Regions from separate parts of the Drosophila melanogaster genome. Here region 2 is linked to region 1. The links are chromatin contacts, called in public Hi-C maps. All regions are on one chromosome and are shown on one strand. The core of a region is the stretch at or near the end of the contact, and the rest is flanking DNA. Distances in the headings are between cores, read along the strand shown. Region 1 holds the start of CkIIalpha (casein kinase IIalpha). Region 2 overlaps nAChRalpha4 (nicotinic Acetylcholine Receptor alpha4).

Region 1 (5,312 bases), core at 2,771-5,270:
TTTAATATCTCCGCCCGAATTTAATACAGAGCTTGATACGAGCCCACACACGTTCCACTATATTACAATGTTTGTGCTTGTTTGAAGAGGCATGAAATCAAATAGGAATTTATATTGCAACATTATGTGGGTATTCTTCAAATACAATTTAAGTTGGATACTTTTAGAGCGCCCGTTTTGAAATGTAGATCACGCTCGTATATTTTGAAACTGTCTTTGGTTAATTGGTTTCCAAAGAAATTAGAGACTCAAAAAATAAATTCCAAATTACTGGGTAATAAAATGTTTCCGAATCGACAGAGAATACCTACAATCGTGTTGTTGCTTGAGATTGTAAAAAGATGTATAAAATTGTATATAATTATGTATATAGAAACGCAATAAAAACGAGAAAAGGAGTACCCATTCTAGTCGGACCCGTATTACCTTCAATTTGCTTTTAATCTAATTAACCTTTTCTACACGCTTAAAACAATCTTTCTTTTTTTCTTTCTACGAAAGCAAATCTGCTGCTGCGAAATAATAAAGTTAAAACAATACAAAGGGCATTCTGAGCTTCCTACCAAAAAGCAACGCATATATATATGTGCTCAGGAAATGGTAATTTTGTATATTGTTTCTGAGTTACGAAACTTTAAGTGACATTTTATTTCAATGTGTTATTAAGCATAAACATCACGCTGAGCTTTTTCCCATGCGGCAATCGGGCCATGCTCTGGGCGGTATTTCACATTGCAACCATCAGGCTCAAGGCGGTTGTCATCGCGAAGTTCTTCATAACGCTCACGTTCGTATTTGGTGAATCCCCACTTCTTTGAAACATAGATCTAAAAATATATTTAAGAAAAACATTGTTTTACAAAATCTGTTTTCTTAGTTTTTCGTAATTTCTGTAAACCATCTTAAGTTCGTGCGCACCGAAGCTTAAAAATTTAAACAAATGTACCTAATGGACCAAAATACGATTTTCCAAAACCGTCTTCAAAATTCTTTACCTGCACGAACCATAGTCGTAGTCTTACCAAATGACCGCTAACGGACTAAAGAATAAACATCCTTTAATGCTTTTTTTATACCTACTAGGAGAGTTTAGCGGAAACGGAAATAATTAAGTTAAGAAAAATAGTAGGAAGTATCGAGTGGTTATCAGCTTGCAACAAAGACCTAAGCGTATGCTCGACAAGCGCGGAAGATTCCACATTTCTCCTTTTTATCCCTAGCGAAATGCATTAAATTTTTGTCGAGGGTCTTGCGGGTTACACTAGCAATCATAAAATCTTTGCCTTAGTTAACGCCGATTTCGACGTGTTACCCAAAATCTTGTCACCAATTTGAACGAAAATAAGAAGTTTAAGATTCAACACTTTTTTCTTTTAAATGAGGTATATAGTTATAAATAATTTATAATACTATTTTAAAGTTCTTTAGATATTGATTTAGGTTCGCTAGTAATATTATTTTTAGCTCATTCCCAACAAATTAACTGTGGCGATATTAGAATAGCCTCGCCCATGACATGAAATAAAAGCGATTACTAATTTTCCATGTGGTTTGTTCAGACTTCGATGTTTGAAAAAATGGGTTAATATACTATTGGGTTAAATACTATTGTAAGTGACTCGCTATACTTGCCTTTTGACGTCCAGGGAACTTAAACTTAGCACGCCGCAAAGCTTCAATAACTTGAGCCTTGTAACGATCGCTAGAGCGGACAGACATAATGGGTTGACCAATACGAACTCGAGCAACCGTGCCCTGCGGTTTTCCAAACGCTCCTCGCATTCCAGTTTGAAGCCTAGTGCAAAAGAGGTCATAAGAATACAGTAGTTAACACAGATATGAAATATTATTTACCTATCAGCTCCAGCGCACGACAACATTTTGTTGATGCGAATGACGTGGAATGGATGCAGGCGCATTCTGATGTGGAACTGGTCCTTACCGCAGTACTTCACCAAGTACTTGTTGCAACAAATGCGTCCAGCTTCCAAAGCTTCACTACTCAGCTGTTCGTATTCATCAGAAACCAAATGAACACACAGGGGAAAATCCTCAACTGTAGCTTTTTTTCTTCCCAAATCAAATATACGAATTTTTGGATCAGGGACACCACGGCAAAACCGAGATTTAGGGTACGGCTTATTTTTGCAATAGCGGTAGCTGGAGGATGAAATAAGAGTTTTACTAAACGGACAGTTCATACAAAATTACTGATTTGCTTACCATCTAGCTGGTCGTCGGCCCATTTCGACTCCTGAAAAATAAAACAAATAAATAAAATATATGCTAACATCACAGCACAAAACAGAAACTTGGTAAGATAATATAAACTTCTATAAACATGAAACATATTAGATTTCCAAAGATCATTTACCGCTCACTAACCTCTTCCAACGAAGCACACGAGAAAAGGAAGACACGAACACCGGAAGCACAAAAGGTTTCGTCGCAAACCGATAATCATGTACTTGAGATAAGTGTTTTCCTTTGTTTTGAAACAATTTGAAATCAAAACTGAATTGCTTTATATGTTGTTCTCACTAAAATCTACATACTGTAAAATATGTATGTGTTCGTGTTCTTCGATACATTTTTATTGGAATAAAAAATATTTTTGGCGATTAAACGTCAAAGCTAAAAAACTACAACTAAATAAGTAAATTAGAATCTTACCTCAACCATAAGCACACCTTATGTTTTTCAACCCAGATTTGTGCTTATCATAACTAAGTCATTGGTATTCGGGCAGATAAATATAACAGTAACATTTACAAAAATTCACATTATATATATTACACTTCATGGTTTTGTATTTTAGCCATTTTCAGCAGTCATTTCGAACGGACCGCTAAGAGTTGTTACTATCCTAGAATAAAGTTACAAAGATTTATATGTTATAAGCAGCAGAAACATTGAGCTTACAATTGTATTGCTTCATTTATTATAGACCCAAACTCAGATAATCCGAATCAGACTAGGTGGCCAATCTCGTTTTGGATATCCAAAGTAGGAATGAGAGTATTTTCTGAGGCACACCAGATATTTTACGTAGTAACATAATCGGCAAAAGGCTGGAATGGTCTAGTCTTTTAACTGAACATTTCGAAGGCAGCTTACAGAATTGGATATCAAAGATTTTTTATTAATTTTTCTGTAATTTACAGACAGACAGAAAACAGACAGTAATAGTAGTCTCTTCCAATTGGCCTATCGACTAATTCACTTTGTGAATTTGAAATCAGGTCTATTGTTCTTATAAAAACCAAATGGCGCTGGATGTCAGATTGCATTTCAAATGTTTAAATAATGCTCTGCTTTCATTGTGATCAATATGAATGCCAAATCTCGAACTCCTCGACTAGATGCATACCCAAATCATAACCGACATTTTGCTAAACTTGACGGTTGCGGTTCTCCAGCGCAGTTAGCGCCTTACGCCACATTCTGTTGGGTCCATCGTCGTATAACACATCATCTTGGTTTCGTCGCAGAAAATTACGTTATTCCAGTAATCTTCTGGCTGATGTTGCATTTCGATAGCGAAAGTAAGCCGCTTTTCGATGTTAATTGTCGGCAGCATCGGTTTTTTTCTTGCTACCCGTGAGTGGTACTTATGACGGAGTATGGCTTGGCGCACTGTTTCGTGTCACACATCCAGATCGCAGCCCTCCTTAAGCTAATTAGCAACAGTTCTTAAAGATATTTGCGGATTTTCATAAATTTTTCGCATAGTAACTCGGTTTGAACGGTTGGAAATTTTATTTTTACGTCCTGTTCCACATTTTGATTCCAATCTGCCCTCGTTTTTGTGCGATTAATTACGTTATAAATTGTTCCCCGCGATGCAGAAAACATTTCTGACAATTCCGTGACAGATTTTCCCAAATGGTGATTATAAACTCAATCTTCTGCCAGGCATTTCTAAATTTCTCAAAACTAACTGGAGCAAAGATCACTTCACTTTCTCAACCAAATGCAACGAGTATAAAGAAATATGTAAATGACGATTCTGTACCGTTTAGTTATCGAAATTTCTCGGAATAGGAGCAAAATTGAAAACAAAAGAATTCCTTGACAGTGTCAAATCTATGCAAACTTGGTTTCAGTTGTTTTTCTTGTTCATTGTCAATAGTTTTGTTATTTTTTTTTCACATATTGATAAAAAACATATAAATAAATAGTTATCAATAAAAATAAATTCATGCCTTTTAATAAAAGGCCTTTATATTTTTGCATTGAAAGTCAAATATACAATTTATTTTCATTGTGCAAACAATTTCTTGACAAACTGTATGTACATTTTCTTTCACTGAAGTAATATTTTTGATCGCCATAGTAAAAAGGACACGAAGAATTTAAACTAACCGTACTCACAATAAGAAAATGACGAAAACAATAGAAGCAGACAGAGAAGGGCGAAAAGGTGTGGTTTATTTATTACGTTTCTGTCCAGTTGCATTTCCAATTCTTAATCGTCAAGATCGTAATTTTTTGTTGTTGTTATGCAGAAAAAGAAGCACTTAGTAATACTTATTTCCTTTGATACCTTCCGTACTTCCGACTGGGATTTTCAAGCTTACCGTTATCTGAACAGAAGAACAACGGAAAAACTATCTTGGTATAATCTGCAAAGTAAAACAAAATGCAGAACAAAATAAGTTTAAAATTACTGCAGATCAGTCAAAGTTCAGCAACGATGGCACGTGGTAAGCATATTTGCACCGAAATCAGAGTATTGATATATATAATATAATATAATATAATATAATAATTCTATAATATATATAGAATATATATACAGTTTGTCAAAAAACTGTTTACACACTGTGAACTCTTTACACAAAACACATTTAGTGTTTTGTTTAATTTATTTAGTTTAATCCTAAATTTTTAAATTATTTTATTAAAATTTTAAAAGTTTTGGTATGTAGTATGTTCCCCATTGGCTTTAGCTACAAGTTGAAGCCTTTTTTTCATGGATTGGACAAGTTTTTGCAGGTCATATTCAAACGGGATCTTTTCACAATCTTCGACTATTACAGTCATACGCTGTTGTTGTGTTTTAGGTCCCTTTTTGCCACCTTCTTCGTTAAGTAGGTCCACAAATTTTCAATGGGGTTCAGATCAGGACTCTGAGGGGGCGTATCGATCACTTTACCACAGTTATAAGGGCGCCAGGTGCGTACATTGCACTCTTTATGTTTCTGATCATGTCCTCTTAAAATATAAAATTTGGCTTGTTGTTGCTAACTAGACCAAATTTTTCTGCACTGGCCTTCAAATTTGTTTTTTAAAATTCCTAGATATTGCAC
Region 2 (5,698 bases), core at 1,113-3,612, 160 kb after region 1:
TAATGGAAGCGTGTTCTGGTCGTCATGATACCCAAAGTCGGCTAACCTCTAACATAGATAGACTTATACCGCCCAATAAGTTTGCTTTCAACCTTATCAAAGATTTTTGAACAAACGTATAAATGCCCAATAAAGAACGGAAATCAGAAAATGCGTACTCAATACAACAACGATCCATAGTATTACAGATTCAAACTTTCACTTGTTACTGGCACGCTGCTGACCACGTCTGAACAGATAACGCCTTTATGACAGGTATTTTTTATGTTATTTAAGAATTGGCACTAATGGCATTGCAGGACGTCATTCTTTTTGTGTGGAAGTTCGACGTGAATCTTCGAGCTTCGTTTTGTCGGCTTCTGGGTCTATTAATATTCCCCACTGTGTCGCGAACTGAAGCCAGGATCGACAAGACTGTTCACCCAGCAAAACAATACTCGTACATATATATCTAATATGGCCAGAATCGCTTACATCTACTTGTTGCATACTTTTCAACGAACCAGTGTACTTTTTATTTTACGAGTAACGGTTATAAACTTAGCTGCTCTACGAGTTCGACGAACCTTGTGTACCTTTTACTTTATGAGTACCGGGTATAAAAGTCGAGTTCCCCGACGGTCACTTACCGATGGAAAAAGTTATAGAAAACAAACGTGAATGTTTTTTTAATGGTGTTGTCAACTAAAAAAATGAATATAGAAATTCTTGTTAAAATACGCATCGTGTGATATATCACTGCTAAAAATGAATTTTATTTAAAAAGCCCTTGTAGTCTTTAAATGTTGACTTCGAAAATTGAGATCACGTCGGGGTCACCTAATATTTATGCCTAATAACCTAATAATATGCCACATACATATTACATATTGGCATAAATATTAGGTGACCCCGACGTGATCTCAATTTTCGAGTTAAAATTAAAATTTAAAAAATTTGAGTTAATTTTAGTTAAAATGTATAAGAACGCACAAATAGCTTATATTATTGTAAATGTATGTTCTGTTTTATTCGGAGATATAGACCCGACTGAGCGAAAGCTTGTTCTCAAAACATTAACCTATAGATATATGCTTACAAAACTTTGCAAGGTTGAAATTTGAAAATTATAAATCTACAAACATAGTCCGATTTGTATGAGCGTTTCCAATCGCAATTTAGGGGTCTTGAGAAAATGAAATCATGTAAAGTAGCTCGATCTTAAAGAATTTAAGAACATAAGTTCTTTTGAAAAGCCCTCAATATTAAACGTGCATTTTATACTGAACTGAACCGAAGTTTGATATTTGTACAACTTGTCATTAGAATGGTATTTTCTAATGATTTGGGGTACTTGTGTGACTACGTGCAGTTGTCCGGCTCCCGAAAAAAGTTTAAGTTTGACTTGTCCGATAGCTACGGTCAACGGCTGTCTTTCTACTCCATACTATTTACTTTCGTTTAGATGTATATAGGCTTAATACAATACTTAATTTTGATTACAGCTGTTTAACTAGGCCGCGGTTTCTACTCCAAGCGGCTTGAGATTTTTTACCAGCGCCTAACGCTATCAAATTCTTTATTTTGGTAAACATTTTCTTCTTCAACGGTTTCGCCTGATATCTGTTTCGTCTATTATCTAATAAATAAAGCTTATATTTGCTGCGTAGAGATTTTTGTGAACATGATCAGGCAGACAATTCGGATCGTACTCTTATTATCTCTTCTACTATAATAGAAGATACTGCAAGAATCGAGGTGTATTCGTTTAAAAAGTCTACAATTTTATTGCGTTGTCCCCGATGCAAGGCAGTTTAATATTATACTGGAAACTGGAAACACTCCTTAACTGAATTACATTCAAAAGTTCTTTAGGAAATAATCCGGGCAGGGAGATCAGTGGGTGCGTCCTCTGTAGACGTCAATGCGTTTGGGTGTGTTGCCAGCCTGCCTGCGTACCGGATGCTGTGAATGTTGATCTGATCACCAATCAGAGTTATCCGGAGCTCCCTTAGGATAGCGTAATTGATGACGTACCAAGGAAGTCCGCATGCATGCCGAGGAGCACGTGTGTGAACAGTTCTCAGCCTCTTCAGTTGGTGTTTGGAGGCCGCTCCCCATACTAGGATTTATTATAGCTTTGAAGAGGGGGACTTTCGTTGAAAGGTAAAGTTTGCTTGACAGCAGGAGCCTGTCCAGCTTTTGTAGCTTCTTAAGGCCCTATGCCTTTACAGCTGTGATATGGGCCCTCCAAAAGTTTTCGATCCAGGTGGACTCCCAGGAAACTTTAAATTTCATTCCACCATTGTAAGTTAGTGCGAATGTCACACAAGCGGACTTAGCAGTTTATAGCTGTATCCCACTTGGCTGCCCAGATTTTAATGTCGTTCAGACATTCCTGTACTGCGTTCGTGGCTGTTTGCAGCGACTTGTGGGATGGAAGCATAGCTTTGACTTCAGCGTATGTAGCCAAAAGTACCTTGGCCGAGGGAGCACTGGGGACGGAACCGGCATATCTACTGTGTAGAGGATGTACAGGAAAGTGTGCAATGGGGTGCTGAAAGAATAGCCTTAATTTTGTACAAAAACCCCTCGTGAAATACCTTGTTTTTTAAAGTCCAGAAAGACTCCCACCATTTTGGAACTTGGACCGAAAGCTGTGTATTACGTGATTAACAAGGCTGTGAAATTGTTCCAGCAGCCATGTAATGTCTAATGTCTAATATGGGGTATGTCGAAAGGTTTGCGACTTTCGCTCGGTGGCAGTCTTCCGTCAGTTGGAAGGGGGTGAAGGTGGAGAACAAATGCTCAGCAAATGGGTACGTTTTGTCACCATCTGTTTTCGGGCATATGCTGTATGTGTTCCTGTACGGGCGATTGGCAGAGCGACTGCCCCTTTATTCCTCTCGTTAACTAACAGACCGAAAAGTCGCTGCTGTTGTCAGGGCCACCTTCTTTTACAAGGGTGTCGAGGTTTTCCTGTGGTTTTTGGCAAGCATCCGACGAAGTCTGTTTGTGACACTGAGAGGGACTGCTTAGTTGCAGGATCCCCTTTCGCTATGAACTGACTCCTGAGGCTCCTTTTGAGGTTCAAAAGAGCTCTTGCCTCAGGATTTAGTATGGGTCTTCTAATAGTTTTTGGACCTTCTTGGCGCGGTGGTTGCGTAGCCGGCAGTTCACCGAACGACGGCAGCCTCGGCGTGTGTTTAAAAAATAGCATCATTTGCATGCAAATGCAGCACAAATTCACTGAAGGGATATGGTTAGACGAAAGCTCAGTCAGATCTCTTACTTATATCTGTTGGTGTCTGAAGCCCTTTGAGAGGCAAAAACCAATGGCGCTGGGAGTGGCACTCTTACAGAAGGGGTAGCAGGTAGCTTCGCCAGTAGCTACAATTTCGATGCCCTTGTCCGCTAGAAAAAAAGACAAATCATACCTCTGCCACACATTTTGTGGTTGTCCCACCATCTATGCTTGGCGTATTTTCTGCCGAAGTAACAAAATGTTTGCCTCCGCTAACCTGTAGGCTGGAAGGAGACTGCTCATTCGAGAGAGTTGATGGGAGTATATTGTAGACCTTATAAGGGTTTGCCCATTTCCGTAATTCTACAAATGTATTGCGAACAGCTGAGGAAAAGCAATATCTCGTCGACTTTCCAGGAGGCGCCGTTCGCATTCCAGGCAGCAATTGTGTGAGAAGGTGAGGGGAAGGTGCGTCAGATGGATCGCTTGCATGAGCGACTCTATAATCAACATCATCCTGTCGAGTCTCGTGAAGAGCTGTTCCCACTAAGCATCCAGAGTTGTTCTGCTTTGATCGTCCGTGTTATTAGCTCTGGCAAAAGTTTGCTTGCTAAAGGTAGGTGTAATACTTGAAGGAGGCATTGGAATAATCTTCTGTTGCTGCCTATTTTTCTTGTTGAATTGAATATATTTTCTGCAACCTTGAAAATTGGCTTCTTGAGAGTTGCCTTAGTGATAGCAGCATTTAGAAACGTCCGGTCCGAAATTACAGTCCGAGGTTGGGTGATTCTAACCGCGTGCCTAAGTAAGCCTTAGTGCCCATATTGACTGATTGCTTGGCTTTGCCCAGATAGCTTTATGTCTGCAGACAACAGAGATGTTTTTTATAAGCTTGTTTCTTTCATTCAGTTTTAAATCGACGAATCTCATGTTAAGTTGGAGTTGCGTTAATTTGTTTGGTGAGGTGTATATGCAAGACCGTTGTGCCCTTCTTTCTGCAGGCATTCGACGCATTACAATGCGGAAGGTCGTGAAAGTGTGTATCTCTTCGCGGAAGTAGGACCACAGTTCTGTAGTCGCCGGAGGATGTAGTCACCCGATGTTCGAATTCGAGTTTTGGAAAGCAATATCAACTTGTATCCAATATAAAAAGAAGAGAGAATGCTATTGTATATTCGAGTTCCCCGACTATCAGATACTCGTTACTCATAAAAATTTGCAAGACAAACAATGAGACGACAAAAAATCTAAACATTTTTAAAAAATGTGGGCGTGGAAGTTTTGCGCGGTTGTAGGGCGTTGGAGTGGTCGTGGCAAATAGTGCTTGGTAATTTGATAGAAATTTACAAGACTAATAAAATTATTTAAAACAAATTTACAAAATTTATTGTTTAAATGTGGGCGTGGCAGTTTTGGGCGGTCTTGGAGCATTATAGTGGGCGTGGCAAAAAGTTTTTTTCCAAATCGATAGAAATTTACAAAAGTTATAAAAATATAAAAAAATATCAACAGATTTGTAATTGCATAACAGTTACAGCTCACACATGAACATGACTTAAATACAAGATAATATATTTTGCCTCACACCGTAAGATTAAAAATAACAATTTTAATATGTAACACCAAAATATCTATACCTTTGAAAATAGAAACGGAGTACCGGATATATTAGAATATAATAGTTTTAAGCCGTTTGCTTCACTGGGTTGAACAGGTCAAATATTCAATATGTAAATTTTCGCGCATTCCCTTCTATTTCTCCGGATTTTCTGCAATAAAAAACAACAGATTTTCCCGACTATCAGATACCCGTTACTCAGGAAGTGTTAATGCGAACGCGAAATTTCATAATTTTTCTGGGATATCAATTGCGGAATAAAATGAAAAACAATACAGAAATTGTTTAAAAGTGTGGGCATGACGGTTTTGTCCTTCCGGTTTTGTCCGGATGGGCGTGGCCACAGTGTTTTTGGTATACAGAGCGGTTTGTGGGCGTTAGAGTGAATGAGTCAACAAACTTGCGCTGCGTTTGTGTCTCTGAAAACTGTATACCTACCTAATCCTAACTCTAGCTTCTATAGTCCCTGAGATCTTGACGTTCATACGGATGGATGAACGGACGGACGGACATGGCCAGATCGACCGGCTCAGATCCTCATCACGAATAAATATACTTTATATTGTCGGAAACGCTTTCTTCTGCCTGTTACGTTTTTTCAAAGAATTTCTTATCAACGTTTAGTGGGTGTGTAAATCTGCCAGAGCAAATTTGCGCTGCGTCTACATCTCTAAAACTGGTATGCCTTTGTAGACGTTATGGTTCCCGAGATCACAGCGTTCATTAAGACATTCATGACAAGATCGATATGCTACAAATAAATTGGGGCCACTCTTTTCGGTATTCTAACAAAATGTTGAAATTCCGTACTAGCACACCTCCAAGCGACGTAGTGGGAGAGAAAATCGACTATTGCG

The links. Hi-C and Micro-C count contacts between places; a contact is called where the count stands out from the background.
Region 2: a contact with region 1 is called in a Hi-C map of the Kc167 cell line, with 3 times the contacts expected there. A contact is called at or near these places in 4 of 107 Hi-C or Micro-C datasets (the Clone 8 cell line, the Kc167 cell line and embryo).

What each region holds. Positions count from the first base shown.
Region 1 is chr3L:23,093,052-23,098,363 of dm6, forward strand. CkIIalpha (casein kinase IIalpha) reads left to right here and starts at 4,021. Exons shown (of 4, transcript NM_001300224.1): 1 at 4,021-4,423; 2 at 4,509-4,706. RpL10 (Ribosomal protein L10) reads right to left here and starts at 2,420. Exons shown (of 5, transcript NM_001275304.1): 1 at 2,386-2,420; 2 at 2,224-2,254; 3 at 1,855-2,160; 4 at 1,633-1,795; 5 at 139-827. The coding sequence starts at 2,246. The coding sequence ends at 663.
Region 2 is chr3L:23,256,374-23,262,071 of dm6, forward strand. The region is part of intron 5 of nAChRalpha4 (nicotinic Acetylcholine Receptor alpha4); the gene reads left to right. Among named protein-coding and RNA genes, the nearest start is that of lncRNA:CR46475, 20 kb to the right of the region's middle.